4 separate regions of the Mus musculus genome follow, and all the other regions are linked to region 1. A link is a contact called in public promoter capture Hi-C data. All regions are on one chromosome and are shown on one strand. The core of a region is the stretch at or near the end of the contact, and the rest is flanking DNA. Distances in the headings are between cores, read along the strand shown.

Region 1 (3,851 bases), core at 677-3,176:
TAGCTGCTGCCCTCTGGGCATTGTGTGATCAATAAGTATGAGCTAATGATACCTTTCATCTTCTCTCTACACTGGAAGTGATGGTCAATATTAGGAACAACTAAATTTTCTGCTACAATAGGACCAGACATGCAACATTGCTGATATTGTACATGAAGTCACAGGCATTGTTGAATCTTAGAAGAATTTGTCAATGTGTTCAATTAACTGTCCAGTTTTTTTATTATTATTCTAATGATTAACTCCACTGCTTCCTGTAACAACCTCTGCTAGAAGGTATTTCCTTGTCTCTAAGGTAAGTTTTGTCCTAGAGGGTTTTAGATAGTTTGTTGTCAGGCAGGGCCCCTTTAATACTCTTAAAAATGGAGGCATCCAAAAGAATTTTTGTTGGTGTGTGTGTATGTTAGGACAGTTGGTATTTAACATATTTTAAATTAAAACTGAAAAAGAAGCAGAGATGAGACAGAGACTTCTGACAAGATAAAGCTCCTGGTCCCCCTTAGCCACTCCTTCCTCATGATCTGGATAGTAAACCCTTGTCTCACAGGGGCTTGATCTGGCTGGGTTTCTGCCACTTGCAGATAAAAGAGCACTGAACAATAAAGAATTAGTCTAGGGTAATAAATAATGAAGGCTTGAATTGAATACATCAAAGTGCTATTTCCTCCCTTCCTTTTGCCACCCATTAATTGAAAGCCTCCTGAGGAGTGATAAATTTAAACGCAACTAACACCTACACTTCACAGCACCTTACCAAGTTTCAAAGTGCTTTCACACTCAGTATTTAATTTTCACTACAACCTATGAAGTAGTTTGTTTTTCATTCGTCTTTACAGATGAGAAAACTGAGACGTGTCAAGCCTGTGAGACTTCACACAGCTGTGAAGTGGCTTAGCAAAGACTAAATCCAAATCTAAATCTCTACATCTTCTATGGCCAAAGTTCCCGTCACCTGTCTCAGGTGGCGCTATTTTATAAGCTGTTCGTAGCACAAGCCTTCCCACATCTTTCTTCTCTTCTCTTCTCTTCTCTTCTCTTCTCTTCTCTTCTCTTCTCTTATCTTATCTTCTCTTCTCTTCTCTTCTCTTCTCCCTCTCTCCCCTCTCTCCCCTCTCCTCTCTTTCTTTCTTTCTTTCTCTCTCTCTCTCTCTCTCTCTCTCTCTCTCTCTCTCTCTCTCTCCCTCCCTCCCTCCCTCCCTCCCTCCCTCCCTCCCTCCCTCTCTCTCTCTCTCTCTCTCTCTTTCTTTCTTTCTTTCTCAAGAATTCATCCTCCCGCGGTGCGCGAGGCGGTATCTATGAAGCAGAGCCTCTAAAATGATCATCGCATTTGGCTGTGGCCTGTAGTTCAGAAGGCACAAGTGGGAATGAAATTAGCCCGCTAACATCACTCCTTGAGCTCTATAATTGAAGGGCTGTGGAAGGGGGCCTAGGAAATGGGCGGGAACGGGAGAGGCTGGGTAATACTCTGCAGCTAATTCACAGACTTCGTGAACCTTTGCATCTCCAAAGAAAGCTTGCCGAGCTCCGGGTTCAGGCAAGTAGATGAGCGAACTGCAGGACTTAGATTCCGAGGTCTTGGATTTGAAAGATGCCCATAAACAAAGAAACAACAAAGTCAAGTTCCCTTGGCAAAAGAAGAGGAGTTTGAAACGAAGCGTCTTTTCCCTGTAAGGATGGAAAGTCTTAACACACCACCCTACATCACTCAGATTTGTTATCCAGGGAGGTTGTTCGGACAGTTTGGGCGAGGCACGCCCGCGGCTCTCCCAGAGTACTACAAATCCCATAAAGCCTCGCGGGGCGGAGGGTGATGACAAGGCGCGGGCAGATTGGCTGGGACGGGGAGGAGCGAGCCTGTCGCCTCAAGAGGGTGGGGCGAGAGGCGGGGCGGGGCGCGGGTGGCTTGGCAGACACGCCCCCTCGCCAGAGGCCCCCCCTCCGCGCTGCTTTCCACCGCCTCCTTGCTCTTGGCGGTCAGAGAGGGCCGGAGTGAGAAGATGGCGAAGACGTACGATTATCTGTTCAAGCTGCTGCTCATCGGCGACTCCGGCGTTGGCAAGACCTGCCTCCTGTTCCGCTTCTCAGAGGACGCCTTCAACACCACCTTTATCTCCACCATCGGTGAGGGAGCGGCCGCGGCCCGGGACGGGAGCTGAGACGAGGGGGGCGGGTGCCTGGGGGCCTGGGAGAGGGCACGCGAGGGCTTGGCGACCGGAGAAGGGGACCCCGAAGGGCCGCGGAGAGGGCAGTGAGAGCCGGAGAGGCTGAAAGGGACGGATGGGGATGCGGAACTGCGGACGGACGAAAGGGAACCGGAGCAATCGGAAACCAGGGGTGTTGGGGACACGAGGGGGCTCCGGGGCGGCGGCGGCAGCGGCGTCCCAGAGGGACGGAGTCGGGGGAACACAGGAAATCGTACGGAAAGAGAAGGAGGGGAGGGAGAGTGAATACGAACGTGGGTTAGAAAGACAGGAAAGAGGAAGGAAATGTGAAGAGGGAAATGAAGGTTTGAGGACTCAAAGAGGGGCTTCAAATGAAGTAAAGGGGCAGAGGACACCAGGGACAAGAGAAGTGAGACTAGGAGGCGGTCAACAGGGAATTGAGGGGAATGACTGACTGAATGATCAGGAGGCAAGCGATAAAACGACATTGACTCTAAAGGTGTGAACAGAGATGCCAAGAGAAAATGCAGAAGATTGTAGGTGGGAGAAGGACTCAGGAGGACCCGAGGGCGACTTGAGGCTACTTGGTGGAGAAAGTGAAGGCGAGCTGAGTGTTAACTAGAAAGGAGAAGGGGAAGCAGGGGATGCAGTGCAGGGGTTGAGAGATCAGAGAGGAAATGGAAAACGCGGGGCTCAGGACTTTCCCTAGTAACTGGGAACGCTGGTTTCCATTTTCTCTTGACATCTTTGAATCGAGATTTAAAAAGTGACTAATGATGGAGTAATGTCTACGGGGTGTTAAAAATCTTTTGAGTGTTTATAGGAATTAAAGGGGCTGGGGACTTTGGGAGATGATGTGGTTAGAAGAAATTTATTGTTCACCGCCTTATTCCGTGTCTTGGGAAGCAGCAGTAAGTTTCTCAACTTTGTAAATTCTTGAGCTCGTGTAGTTGGTAACATCCAAGCCAAGTGATTGACTGTACATTCCGCCTGCCTCCCTGTGTAGTTTCCTTTGATTCTAATTACTTTGTAGGTGAATCATAACATACTGTATATTTCCCAATTACTTCTAATTGACTCAAGAAAAAAATTTCTCACTCTTCACTGGGAGCTGCTCTTGTATCTTCAGTAAAAGACATTGTGTGCAGGTAAACAGGATCTTTAAGTTGTAAACTGAAGAACACATCAAAACTGCTTTTAAACCTTCAGTAGGATGACCTTAACATTATTTCCTTTGTTAAATAGCTGCAGTCCAGTGGCCCACTCACTCATCAGCTTTTTGGTTGTCTGGCCTCTAATACTAGCTTATTTAAAGCATTTTTCAAATGGCTTTCCAGGTGATCCACAAGTAATGGGGAACTAGTGTGTTGACAATAAGTATGTCAAAGGGGCTGGAAAGTTGCTATGGTGGTTAGGAGGATTTGCTGCTCTTACAGAGGACCCAGGTTTGGTTCATAGCACTCACTTGGCACCTCATACTGCCTGTAATTCTAATGGAATACAACACCCTCTTCTGGCCTCCGTGGGGACTAGACATTTACATGGTGTACATACATTTATGCAGGAAAAAAACCTTGAATTAAAAACAAAACAAAATCCGTGTTTAAATATTTGTGGCATTTGAAAATAGGTGACATTTTAAAAGTAGGTATCGAGCACTTTCCAGTGTAAGTATTGGTAAAGAGTCTC
Region 2 (3,851 bases), core at 454-2,953, 1.6 Mb after region 1:
AATTCCTCGGGATTGTGTGCAGGACACTAGTGTAGTGTCTACTATAGATATGAGTACTGAACAGGGGTAAGGAAGGCATGGACAAAACAGCACAGCAACCTGAGAGACCAGTGGGACCGGGCTATGCACACTCTCCAAAAATAACCGGAGTATCTCATGGGCCTTGTGGCTGCCAATCTGTTGACAGTGTTTTCCTTTCTAATCTGCACTTGCTACTTACTGCATTGTTTTTGAATATAGTTTTCCTGCTATTTTTACAATTTTGTGTGAGTCCTTAATTCAATCATTTGAGTAAGAGGCCAAGTACCTGGAAACACCTGATCCAGACAGACCCACTCCACCGGATACACTGGTATTCATAGTATCAAACCAAAACAAATGAACCCGGGAGAGAACTATTATCAACCTCATCAGCCAATTATGTTATAAAGGTTTCTAGGTGTGGTCCAAGTCCTCTACATTTGCATGCTTTAGGACAGTATAAAAGATACTGCTCTGCATCTTCAGTAAGTGGATCCAACTTTGAAGCAGGACACAAGAGGTGTGTCCTCCCAGAAATGCACCAGTGTAAACCTGTCGCGTGTTTAAGGGACTTTATAGTCCAAATTCTAGAGTTTTATGCACCACACATCGTCAACAAGGAATACAGAGCAAAGAAGTGGCAAAGGCTAGCTTTCGCGGATAAGCATACAAGTTAACTAGCACGCAGATTCGAGTTCCAGACACCACAGCTCCAACCACCGAGCGCATACTGGTTCTCACCCGCTTCTTTTCCTCCACTTCCTGCACGCACTTCACCCTCCAGCGGTCAATCTCCTGCTCCCGTTCCGTGGCCTGCGCGGCCTCCGCCTCCCGCTCAGCCTCCCGATCCCGGGCCCTCTCACGAAGCCGCAGCCGGCGGCGCCGGACCCTCTCCAGCCTCCGTCGCGCCTCGCCCACATAGGCGGCCTGGGCCAGCGGCTGCAGCCGCTCCGCTAGCTCCGCTCGTAGTGGCGCCGCCTGAGCGTGCAGGGAGGCCCAGGCTGCTCCGTCGGCCTCAGCCTCGCGCAGGGACTGCCCCAAGCTGCGTAGCCGCCGCACCAAACGCAAAGCGGAACGCAACCGCGCGCGGACTTCACCCAGGCTGGGCCCGGCGGGTGTGCGCGGGGTCCGGAGGCCACCGGGCCGCCGGGGGTTCCCGAACACCGCCTCCAGCCACTGCCGATCACGCAGGCGCTGCAGGGCCGCGTCTCCGAGCACGTCGGGCGGCGGCGGCGCCTCCGCCCAGCGCGGGCTCCAGGGCGGCCCGGGACCTGGAGGCGGTGGCCGTGGACGCTCGACGGCGTCGGGCCCCGGGAAGGGCCGGCACTGCGGCGGCGGCGGCGGCAGCGGTGGGGGTGGCACCGGGAAGAAGGCGCCGCCACCGCCACCGCCGCGGGAGGCCTCGGCTGGCGCGCGGGGCTGCAGGGCCAGCGGAGGCTGGAGGAAGGGGGCGGAAGCCCCCGGGAAGGGGCCGGGTCGCTGGGGAAGGGGCGGCGGGAAAGCCGGAGAGGGCAGCGGCGGGGGCGGACAGCCGAATGGAGCGGAAGGCGGTGGCTGCGGAGGGGGAGGTCCCTGACGGCTCTGGGCGAAAAAAGGTGGCAGAGCCATGTCTGTAGTGCAGCGGTTGGGAGCAGTGACAGTAATCTGGGAACTTCTTTATCCGGGTTCCAGGAGGAAGTGACGTGTATAACGTGCGACCGGTGCTTGACTCACTTCCCGGAAGCGAGGCGTAGTGCAGGACCTTGGTTTGTCGTGCCAGGAAGCTTGAACCTTCCCAAACCACCAAGGATCCGTCTCCGATGTTAGGGTTTATTTCGGGCTCAGGCTCGGGCTCTCCTCCAAATCGACCTTAACACAGCAGGACAGAAAGAGAAGGCGGAGCAGCCCTGAACCCTCAGTAGAACAAGTTTTTATAGAAAAATAAAAGCTGAAAGGAAATAAAACTTGAGACATGTGATTCATGTAATTTATGTCAAATAGCCCAAAGAGTTGTTTGTGAGCTTTGAAACCTGGGGCTGAGAACATAGCAGAACAGGCCAGGACATGCCCCCCTATCTCCCGCCCTTCTGACAGTCTGTTGATGTTTAAATGAACCAATCATGTGAAACCTCGCCAATTCCTCCCCCAGCCCCATCCCTTTTCTATAAAAATCCCTAGCTTCCAAGCGTCAGAGTCGAAACCACTGTCTCCTGTGTGAGATACGTTTCGAACCGGAGCTCTGCCATTATGGCTCCACCATGTGGTCGACACCTCTGTCTCCTGAGGGAGATATATGTCGGCCCGGAGCTCCGTCATTAAACTACCTCATGCTTTTACATCAAGATGGTTGTCTGTTCGTGATTCTTGGGTGCGCTCCGAATGGAAATTGAGTGGGGGTTTCCCCACTAGGTTCTTTCAAAGCGAGGGAGGGGTTGTCCAGTCTGGCAAGCATCTAATAGAATGACTATAAGCCAATAGTTGGGTGCCCTGAATCGTGCATTTGATCACAAACAGTTTGAAAGTACATCTGAAACAATCAAACTAATCTTTGATTAACTGTTGCTAGGAAGTAGCTAGGGATTAACTCTGGCCAAGGACAAGCCATGGGGTCCTTTCTGGTATTTTGGTGCAGCTTGAGTTCTGCTTTTTTCTTTTCTTGAAGATGGAGGCTGGTCCCAAGATGGAGTAGGTTTGGCCTCTCCAATTCAGTCTTGAATTCAGAAATCCTGATGATTGTTAACGTTCTAGAGGGACTAGAGACACGGTCTGAAGCTCCGGCTAAGATCTGAAAGACAACAAAAAGTTATGAGAGGAACACAGGATGGAAGCAGCAGGTACTAGTGATTTGCAGTATGTCTGCTGGGGGTCGAAAGAATGCAGGGTGTAAAACACAGAAACACAAAGAGAAGCTAGGTGGTCTTGGAGAGATAGATGTTACAGTGTCCATATGTCATATTGATAGAACCTAGTGGGGAAACCCCCACTCAATTCCCGATTTGGTGTGCACCCAAAACCCAAAAAATCACGAATAGACCGTCTTTGATGTAAACACACAAGGTAGTTTAATGATGGGGTTCCGGACCAACATGCATCCCACACAGGAGATAACGGATGTTGGCCACAGGCTCGAAAGCTAGGGGTTTTTATGGGGTAAGGAGCTTAGGGGTGTGGAATTCAGCATAGCGACATGCTATTGGCTTATTCAAACATCAGCAGAAAAATTACATGTACGTGCAGGATGTCAGAGTTCTATGAGTTGTTGACTCAGTTCAGATAGCCCTGTTATGTCCTCACATTCCTCTTTATCTTTATGGTCAAGCTGTTCCCAGGAATGTTTTAACTATGGGGCATGCCCGGGTTTGTTTTTCTTTTTTCTCAGCCCCAGGCAGCCTCTAGGCTCACAAACAACCAGCAATTTCTGAGTACTTTATATGACATACAGGTCTTGAAATTTCATCTTTCTTTCAATATCTTTGATTTGCTTTGATCTTCTGGCTGTTCTGGAACTGGTTCCCTAGACCCAGCTGGTCTCGAACTCAAAGAGATCTGTCTGCCTCTGCCTCCCCAGTGCTGAGATTCAAGGCATGAGCCACCACTGCCTGGCTCCAGGGTGTCATGTTTTAAAAGAAAAGAAGGAAGGAAGGAAGGAAAGAAGGGAAAGGTAAGGAAGGAAGAAAGGAAGAAGGAAAGAAAGAAAGAAAGAAAGAAAGAAAGAAAGAAAGAAAGAAAGAAAACTGACTAATGGCTATAAGCCAGAATTGTAAAGGGAAATCCTTCCATCTTATTAGTTAAAAAAGTTAAACTTCTTTGGTATAAACTTAAGACTCACATTCAGCTGTAAGAAACAATAC
Region 3 (3,851 bases), core at 392-2,891, 1.3 Mb after region 1:
TTGGTGACCACACCCGATCGAATCTAAAAGCTCCGTCAGATCCACCTGATGGTTTTCTCCTCAGGTGATTGGACGATTGCCTGCCCCTGATCCCTTTCTATTATTTCCCAAAGTTCCTCTCTTCTGGGACTTAATACCCGTTCTTTCCTCTAAGTTTTTGTCTTGTCTCCTCCGCCGCTATTTCTTTGGATGTGGCCAGGATCCTAGTTTCCTGTTCTCAGCTTATCTAATCTTGGGACTTACTGGTGGGTAAGCATGGATGATTTACACCTCACCATCATATTCAAATAAGGTACGATGGGCATTTCAAATCACCAGCTGTCTCCTTAATACTCCTGACTATCTTCCCCCAACCTTGGGCCTCCAGGGTTTCTTCGATCCTCAATAATAGCTCGCCCACACTCCCTTTTTGGTTCTCACCGTACTAGTCTGGGATTCCATTGGCCGCTTTTCCAGCGCAGAATCTGGAGCCTTGGTGGCTGCAGCACGCTGCAGTTCCTCTGGCTGCACTGGACTGATGGTGACAAAGTCTCGGGGCCGCGGGCCGAGCAACTGTGCGCGGGCAGAGGCGGGTCCCGGCCCAGGGGCAACCGCCAGCTTCAGGCGCAGCGTGCGCAGGAAGCGGCGCAAGCGCTCCGGGGGACAGTCGGAGAGGAGCAGTTGCACTGAGCCAGCTCCAGGGACTCCATCGGTGGGGAGCCGCAACGTGCTGCGCCCAGTCGCAGCGAAGCGGGTGAAGAGGCGCACGGCGCGTAGCGGGAAACAGCGTGGCCGCCCCGTGGGTCCCGGTGCCTGCAGTCGCAGCATTAACTCACGTCGTTCGTTTCGACCTAGGCTCAGCTCTGCGGCGCGCAGGGCCTGGCGCTTGCGAGGTTGCCCTCCAGGACTCAGCTCCTCCACGGCTACCCGGCACCGGAGCTCCGCATCGTCACATTCATCGGTCGCCGCCTCTGTGCTAGAAGGCATCTCCAATGCCTCTGCAGGCGTGCAGAGACCGGAGCGCATAAGTCACAGAAAATCGAGATGTAATAGGTGGTATGGCTGCGGTGACGGGAAATCCTGTCCAGACCTCTTAGTGTCAACAGGTTGTCACTGGTAACAGAAGGTGCCACCAAGATATTCCAAGCACTCTGGAGCGAGGAGAAACGTCCTCTGCTGCTGGAAGGTGGGGTCACATGCACTTAGGATTCGCGAGCGATTGTCCTGCAATGTCCACATTAGAAAGGTGTTCCTGCTCAGAAAAGAAGCTTGTTGAGGAGACTCACCCAGGCCAACAGGGGACTCGTTAGGGACTTCTACCCAGGAAGCAGAACAATAATCACACGTTGGGCGATGGGAAAGAGACTGGCTGGAAGTGAAAACAGGCTGAGACTTGCACACCCCCTTCAATAACCAATTAGTAGGTATCAGGGTCAGTGTGGTTCCAGTGCTTTGGAAAGGGTAAATGATTAGGGAATGTCTGGAACCTCCAGGCCCAGGAATCCATTGTCCCTCCGTCTGACCCACGAATCTGTACCTCTCCCAGCGAGGATCACTAAAATAATCGCGTTCTTTGCCTCCCACCTCAAGGATCCGATAGACTCGTTGCTTTCAGATGAAAAAGCTGATCTGAACCGGCCGGCAGAAAGCTTCAGCAGGAAGAACATTCAAATACTAGGAATAGAAAAACCACCCTATCACCGGCCTGGTCTTTAAATTCTCTAGCCAATCAGGGACAGGGGCGGGGGCGTGTCTACGGGCCGGCGTTTCTTCGTCTTTCCAACTCTCTGAGGACAGTTAACCAGAAGCAGGCTTTTTGTGTTTGGTCTTGGGTGCGTTTTAGAGTTCCACGAGTGGGCGTGGTGGGGTAGGGATGGGGCTGCGGCTCCGTGGCGCGTGGCGTATTGTTACCCAAGGCGGCTCTAAAGATTTGAGAACCCTTCAATTTACGCTGTCTGCTTTTCTCATTCTACCACCACCACATGACTGTGCTTGGCTTTGGGGAGACCCTGTTCCCACCCACAGAACGAACCACTGGCTCCTGTTCAGGTCATTCCCTGGGCCAGCCAAGTCCGCTTCCCTGTTCCCTAATTCTTTGCCCTTCTCTGCCCCCTTGTCTTTTACCCTGCTGAGACTACAGATGTCCAGTGGTTATAAAGGAAGCCAGTTAGTCCTTGTTCTCAGGGAATTCTTACTCCTCTGGTTGCTTTGACCACTCCGAGAATTTATCTTTTTCAGTTGGGGCCTTGTTACATTTTATAGGCTTTTTTTTTTTTTTTTTTTTTTTTTTTTGGTTTTTCGAGACAGGGTTTCTCTGTGTAGCCTTGGCTGTCCTGGAACTCACTTTGTAGACCAGGCTGGCCTCGAACTCAGAAATCCGTGTAGGCTGGTTTTAAAAATTCCTGGCCTTAAGGGATCCTCCTTCAGCTCCCTAAATAGCTGTGACTATAAGCACTTGACAAGATCCAGCTTTGAAAACTTACTTTTAATTATTATTTTTCCTTCACTGAAGTTTGAAATTACATAGCTGGAAGGGATCTTCTGGGTGGGTCCAGTCACCTCATTTTACAGATAATAATAGCCACTACAAACTAAATTCATTCATTCTTTCTTTCTTTCTTCTTTCTTTCCCCTCCCCCTCTTCCCTCCAAGATATCATATATCCAAGGCTAGCCTCAAATATCTCTAAGTTGCTACTCTCAGGGACATAACATTGAGTTTCTGATCTTTCTGCCTCCACCTAAATGTTACAATTCCATGCATCTACCACTGTGGCCAGTCAGCGCTGAGGATCAGAGTGTACAGCCCTCAAATTTGATATTCAAAATAAGAATTATAAGAATTGTTAAGAATTATTTTACTTTATGTGTATGAATGTTTTGCCTGCATGTGCTCCACTTGTGTGCCTGTTGAACCTCCTGAAACTGATGCTTGTGAACCACCACGTGGGGTCTGGGACTTGGAGATCTCTGCAAGACCCATGTGTGCTCTTTACTGCTGAGCCATCTCTCTAATCCTGAAAATGTTTTCGTTGGAACTGGAGGAATGGCTCACAGGTTAAGACCATTTGTTTTCAGCTAGTACAGTGACTCACAACCTTGTGTTCCAGGAGATCTAACACCTTCTGGTACACACATTCAAACATGTAGGAAAAACTCTATGAACATATAGATGTGTGTGCATATGCATATATGTTTAAATAAATATTAAAAATTTAAAAGCTATTCACAACATCACATAAAAACTCTGTATTTACTGAGATAAAAATTTATAATTCTTTCTTTTTTTCTTTCCTTCTTTTTTGGCTTTTTCGAGACAGGGTTTCTCTGTGTAGCCCTGGCTGTCCTGGAACTCACTCTGTAGAACAGGCTGGTCTTGAACTCAGAAATCTGCCTGCCTCTGCCTCCAAAAATTTATAATTCTTTTTTTAAATATAAAGATTTAAATATTATTATATGTAAGTACACTGTGGCTGTCCTCAGATGCACCAGAAGAGGGCATCAGATCTCATTACGGGTGGTTGTAAGCCACCATGTGGTTGCTGGGAATTGAACTCAGGACCTTTGGAAGAGCAGTCAGTGATCTTAACCACTGAGCCATCTCTCCAGCCCAAATTTATAATTCTTATTCTCAGACCCTTGTGCCCTAACATTTTATTATGAAAATATTCAAGAAAATATAATGCAGAAAGGTTAAAAGAACTTTACCGTAGAGCCCAAGTGATCGTTCAGCAGTTAAAGGCACCTGCCACCAAGCCTGACAACCTAAATTTGATCCTACAGACCCATTTGGTGGATGGATGGATAGAACCTACTCTTCTAAGTTGTCCTCTGACCTCCACATTTGTACCTTGTCTCTGTCTGTCTCTTTCT
Region 4 (3,851 bases), core at 362-2,861, 1.0 Mb after region 1:
CAGTTCAGCAATGGACTCTGCCTGAAATGCCCAAGGCCATAGATTCAATCCCCAATACCTGGGGAAGGGGAAATGTTAAGCTTTCTATAAGAGTAAATCCTACTTTTCAAAGCTGCTGGCTCCTTTGCATAAGAAAAATACCATTCCTGGTTATATTTTAATATAGGAATGTAAAATCAAAATTCAGAGAAAATTGCCCCTTTAAAAAATATAACAGGAGAATGGTGAATCTCACCTACAATCCTGGAAACCCAAGTTTGACCTGCTAATCCCCTAAATTGAAGATCTTAAAGACAGAGAGATCAGAAGTTGAAGGCCAGCTTTAGCTACGTAACAAGTTTGGGGCTACCCTGAATTACATGAGAACGTGTGTGTGTGTGTGTGTGTGTGTTATTCCAGCAGTGGGGAGATGGAGGGCAGAAGGATCTGGAGTTCAAAGGTGTTCTTTGTACATAAAAATGTTGAGGCCAGCCTGGGCTACATGAGACCTTGGAAGAAGGAAAAGGGAGGGAAGGAGGGAGAACAAAAGGGAGGAGAGAGTTAAAAAGGAAGGTCGGATAGGGGAAGAACTGGGGAGTAGAGGAGGAGGGAAAAGCAGAGACAAAAGCAAACCAATCTGGGGCAGTGTGGTTAGCTCAGCGGTAGGGTACTTGTTCAACATGGGCAAGGAAGGCCCAGGGTTCAGTTCCCAAAGATTGCATGCATGGTCAAACAGACACTCACATACATCCCCCAACCGGAAACGCGGTAGTACAGTCAATCATCACCATAAATCTAATGAGGAGACACTTAAGTAGCCTCCAAGAAAATAGTAACTGTTAACAATTTTTAAAACACCATTCAGAAAAGAAAAAAAAAAGTTTAAAAATATACTGCCCCTCACCACCAAGACATGAATTTTCCATTGGACCCTCACCCCCATCCAAGCCTGCTGAAAGACTAAGGCTCCCTTAGAGGGCGAGAAAGAAATTTAGGTGTGAGAATGTCAACGGAAACAAATTCCAGAGGAAGGAAACTAAGTAAAAATAAATCCACCGCGGGTCAGGACCACACAGGTTAGTACTGCCTTGCCCGGCCTGATGCTCTCGGGGTGTTACTTCAGAAGCTTCCACGACCCTTCCTACCTTTTCTCGACGAACTTGAAGAATTGGTGACAAAGGTGGAGGAGCCAAGCACCTTCCTAGGGGCTTGAGAAGCCACCGCTGCAGAGAGAGATAAATAGGGGCGTTCAGAAAAGGCAGGAGGGTTCGGATCCCCGAGCTTTGTTCTACAACAGTCCCAGGCCAGTAAAGAGGAGGGAGATGAACAGCAGCAAACGACCTTGCCTGTTCTCTGCAGCTTATTAGCAGTGAGGGCCGGGAGCCTGCCTTCTAGCTGCTCAATGGGAGGCAGCCATGGGCGTCTCCACCCCTGGACAGGCTGCCTAGGGAACCCCCTGCCACCTCGCTGCATCATTTACCTTTTCTGTAGGCTCCTGGAACGTAGTTTGCTTTGGTCCGCACCATGTTCACACAAGAAGAGACAACTTTCACCGTCACCCCAACTGCAGATGTCTCAATTAGAGAAGAACCCGAAAATGATGTTCCCGCCACCGTTTAAATGGGTCTCTTTCCCGCGCGCTCCAAGCGCTTGAGAACCTCGATTCTTATTGGTTCCGCGCCTTCACTCTGGACCAATTGACAGCGTCCAGCAGTGACAGCCTCGAGACTTAAGGTTTTGCTGGCCAGTCAGTCCATCAGCCCCAGTGGTCGTGATTTGTACCTCCCTGGTAGGCGGTGCTAGGACTCTGGGTGGGGGAAGAGGGGGGCACGAAGTATGGAGGTGAGGTAGATAGGTTGTGAACTAGCCAAAATAAAACCAAGTAGAGATAGGGATTGTAAAATTTCTTCAAAAGTTACCAGAGTTAAATCCATGATAATTAAACACTGAAAGTGAAAATTAAGTGGACTTTTCTATGTAAATCATAACTAAAGTTTAGTATCCTAAGGATGAACCCTACTGTGTTCTAAAACAACTTTCTGAGGCGGGAGAAAGGAAAACTCAATTTAGTTTATTTAGTTTACAGTGTTTTAAAAACCGTTTTCAGATCGCATGAGACAAAAAATTAGGACAAATTGTCCATACACATATAAAAATAAGTAAATAAAATTTAAAAAACATGGCCAAAGAATTTTTTAAATGCCAAATGTAAAAGGGTCACAGCACCAACCCACGTGAGGATAACCCTGCAAAAAAGAGATCATATTGTCTGACCCATATTTCAAATTACAATATTCCTAAGAATTTGTGTTTGTTCTGAATGCCATGCACGAAACAAAACCGTATGTGCTTGCTGCAGAATGCTGTCTGTTAATGCTTGTTTAAAAGATGACCCTTCAGCATGTTACAGAACTACTTTTCTGCAGTGAATTATGCTTGAACAGCAATGAAATCTATTCAGGGCCTTAACCAAATCAACAATTAATAGTATATTCAATTTAAAGATTTTAAAGCCAGGCCTACTGCACCTTGTAATCTCAGCCCTGAGGAGGCAGAGAGACTGGGAAATTGTGAGTTCCTTGCCAGTCTGGGCTAGATCACAATATTTTAGAAAAAAGAAAAAAATATAGAAAGGAAGAAAAGAAAAGGGGCACAGTAGTTGAGAGTATTGCTGCTTTTTCAGAGGAACCCAGTTCAATTCCTAGCACTAGCATGGCAGTTCATTCATGGCAGTAACCAAGCTCCAAGTGACTTGGCACCCTCACACAGACATGCAGGCAGGCAAAATGCCAATACACATAAAATTAAAATAAATCGTTTATTTAAAAAAAGAAAGGAAGGAAGGAAAGGAAAGAGCTAGACCGAAAAAACAGGAGCTGGAGAGGTAACTCAGCAGTTAAGAGAACTGGCTACTCTTCCAGGGACCCTGGAGTACACAGGTTCAATTCCTAGCACCTCCATATCAGCTCACAACTGTTTGTAACTCCAGCTCCAGGGGATCTGACACATTGACACAGACACACTCAGGCAAGATGGGAATCAATGCACATAAAATAAATCATCAAGAAAAAAGGAGCCAGGCTGTGGTGCAGGCCTTCAATCCCAACCCTCAGGAGGCAAAGGCAGGTGAATCAAGGCTGTCCTGGAACTCTACAGAATCAGCTCCAGGAAGGCAAAGGCTACACAAAGAAAAGAAAATGGAACAACCAAACAACTAGACAAACAACTCAAGTGAAAATAATGAAAAGGTTTAGGCAGTCATTAAATTAACATTATAATCTTAGCAATTGCCTGTAGTTTATCTTACTCTGGAGTGTTAAATTACTGCCAAATTCTCACATAAAATCAACAAGTCAATCAACAGACATTCCATTCTTGTCATTCACCCTCATGAAAATGAAGTGTTTCTTTTCAGTTTTTGTTTTTCTTTTTTAAAGATTTATTTATTTTATGTATGTGAGTACACTGTAGCTGTACAGATGGTTGCTGGGAATTGAATTCAGGGCCTCTCCTCACCCTGGTCAAACGACCCCACTCCTTCTATTTGCCCCTGCTCTCTCCAGCCCAAAAGACTTATCATTATATCTAAGTGCACTGTAGCTGTCTCAGACATACCAGAAGAGGATGTCAGATCTCATTATGCATGGTTGTGGACTACCATGTGGTTACTGGGATTTGAACTCAAGACCTTCAGAAGAACAGTCAGCGATCTTAAACACTGAGCCATCTCTCCAGCCCTTGAGCCCTTGTTTTATTTTTCTAGACAGGGTTTCTCTGTGTAGTTCTGCTGTCTTGGAACTCACTATAGACTAGGCTGGCCTCCAATTTAGAGATCTACCTGCCTCTGCCTCCCAAGTGCTGGGGTCAAAGGT

The links. Promoter capture Hi-C pulls out the DNA fragments that hold promoters and counts their contacts.
Region 2: a contact with region 1 is called in a promoter capture Hi-C map of pre-B cells, with 5 times the contacts expected there. The contact joins the promoter of Pdcd7 here to the promoter of Rab8b in region 1. A contact is called at or near these places in 3 of 39 promoter capture datasets (erythroid cells, liver and pre-B cells) and 1 of 9 other capture datasets (liver).
Region 3: a promoter capture Hi-C map of pre-B cells shows a contact between it and region 1, with 5 times the contacts expected there. The contact joins the promoter of Pif1 here to the promoter of Rab8b in region 1. A contact is called at or near these places in 3 of 39 promoter capture datasets (erythroid cells, liver and pre-B cells) and 1 of 115 datasets of contacts at active chromatin or transcription factors (T-cell acute lymphoblastic leukemia).
Region 4: a promoter capture Hi-C map of pre-B cells shows a contact between it and region 1, with 4 times the contacts expected there. The contact joins the promoter of Pclaf here to the promoter of Rab8b in region 1. A contact is called at or near these places in 3 of 39 promoter capture datasets (liver, pre-B cells and stem cell-derived epiblast-like cells), 1 of 484 Hi-C or Micro-C datasets (B cells) and 1 of 9 other capture datasets (liver).

What each region holds. Positions count from the first base shown.
Region 1 is chr9:66,917,780-66,921,630 of GRCm38.p6, reverse strand. It overlaps Rab8b (RAB8B, member RAS oncogene family), which reads left to right and starts at 1,926. Exons shown (of 8, transcript NM_173413.3): 1 at 1,926-2,121. The coding sequence starts at 1,998.
Region 2 is chr9:65,343,920-65,347,770 of GRCm38.p6, reverse strand. Pdcd7 (programmed cell death 7) reads right to left here and starts at 1,703. Exons shown (of 5, transcript NM_016688.2): 1 at 763-1,703. The coding sequence starts at 1,629.
Region 3 is chr9:65,584,964-65,588,814 of GRCm38.p6, reverse strand. It overlaps Pif1 (PIF1 5'-to-3' DNA helicase), which reads right to left and starts at 1,641. Exons shown (of 12, transcript NM_172453.5): 1 at 421-1,641. The coding sequence starts at 966.
Region 4 is chr9:65,888,083-65,891,933 of GRCm38.p6, reverse strand. Pclaf (PCNA clamp associated factor) reads right to left here and starts at 1,611. Exons shown (of 4, transcript NM_026515.2): 1 at 1,460-1,611; 2 at 1,125-1,202. The coding sequence starts at 1,505. The region is part of intron 1 of Trip4 (thyroid hormone receptor interactor 4); the gene reads left to right.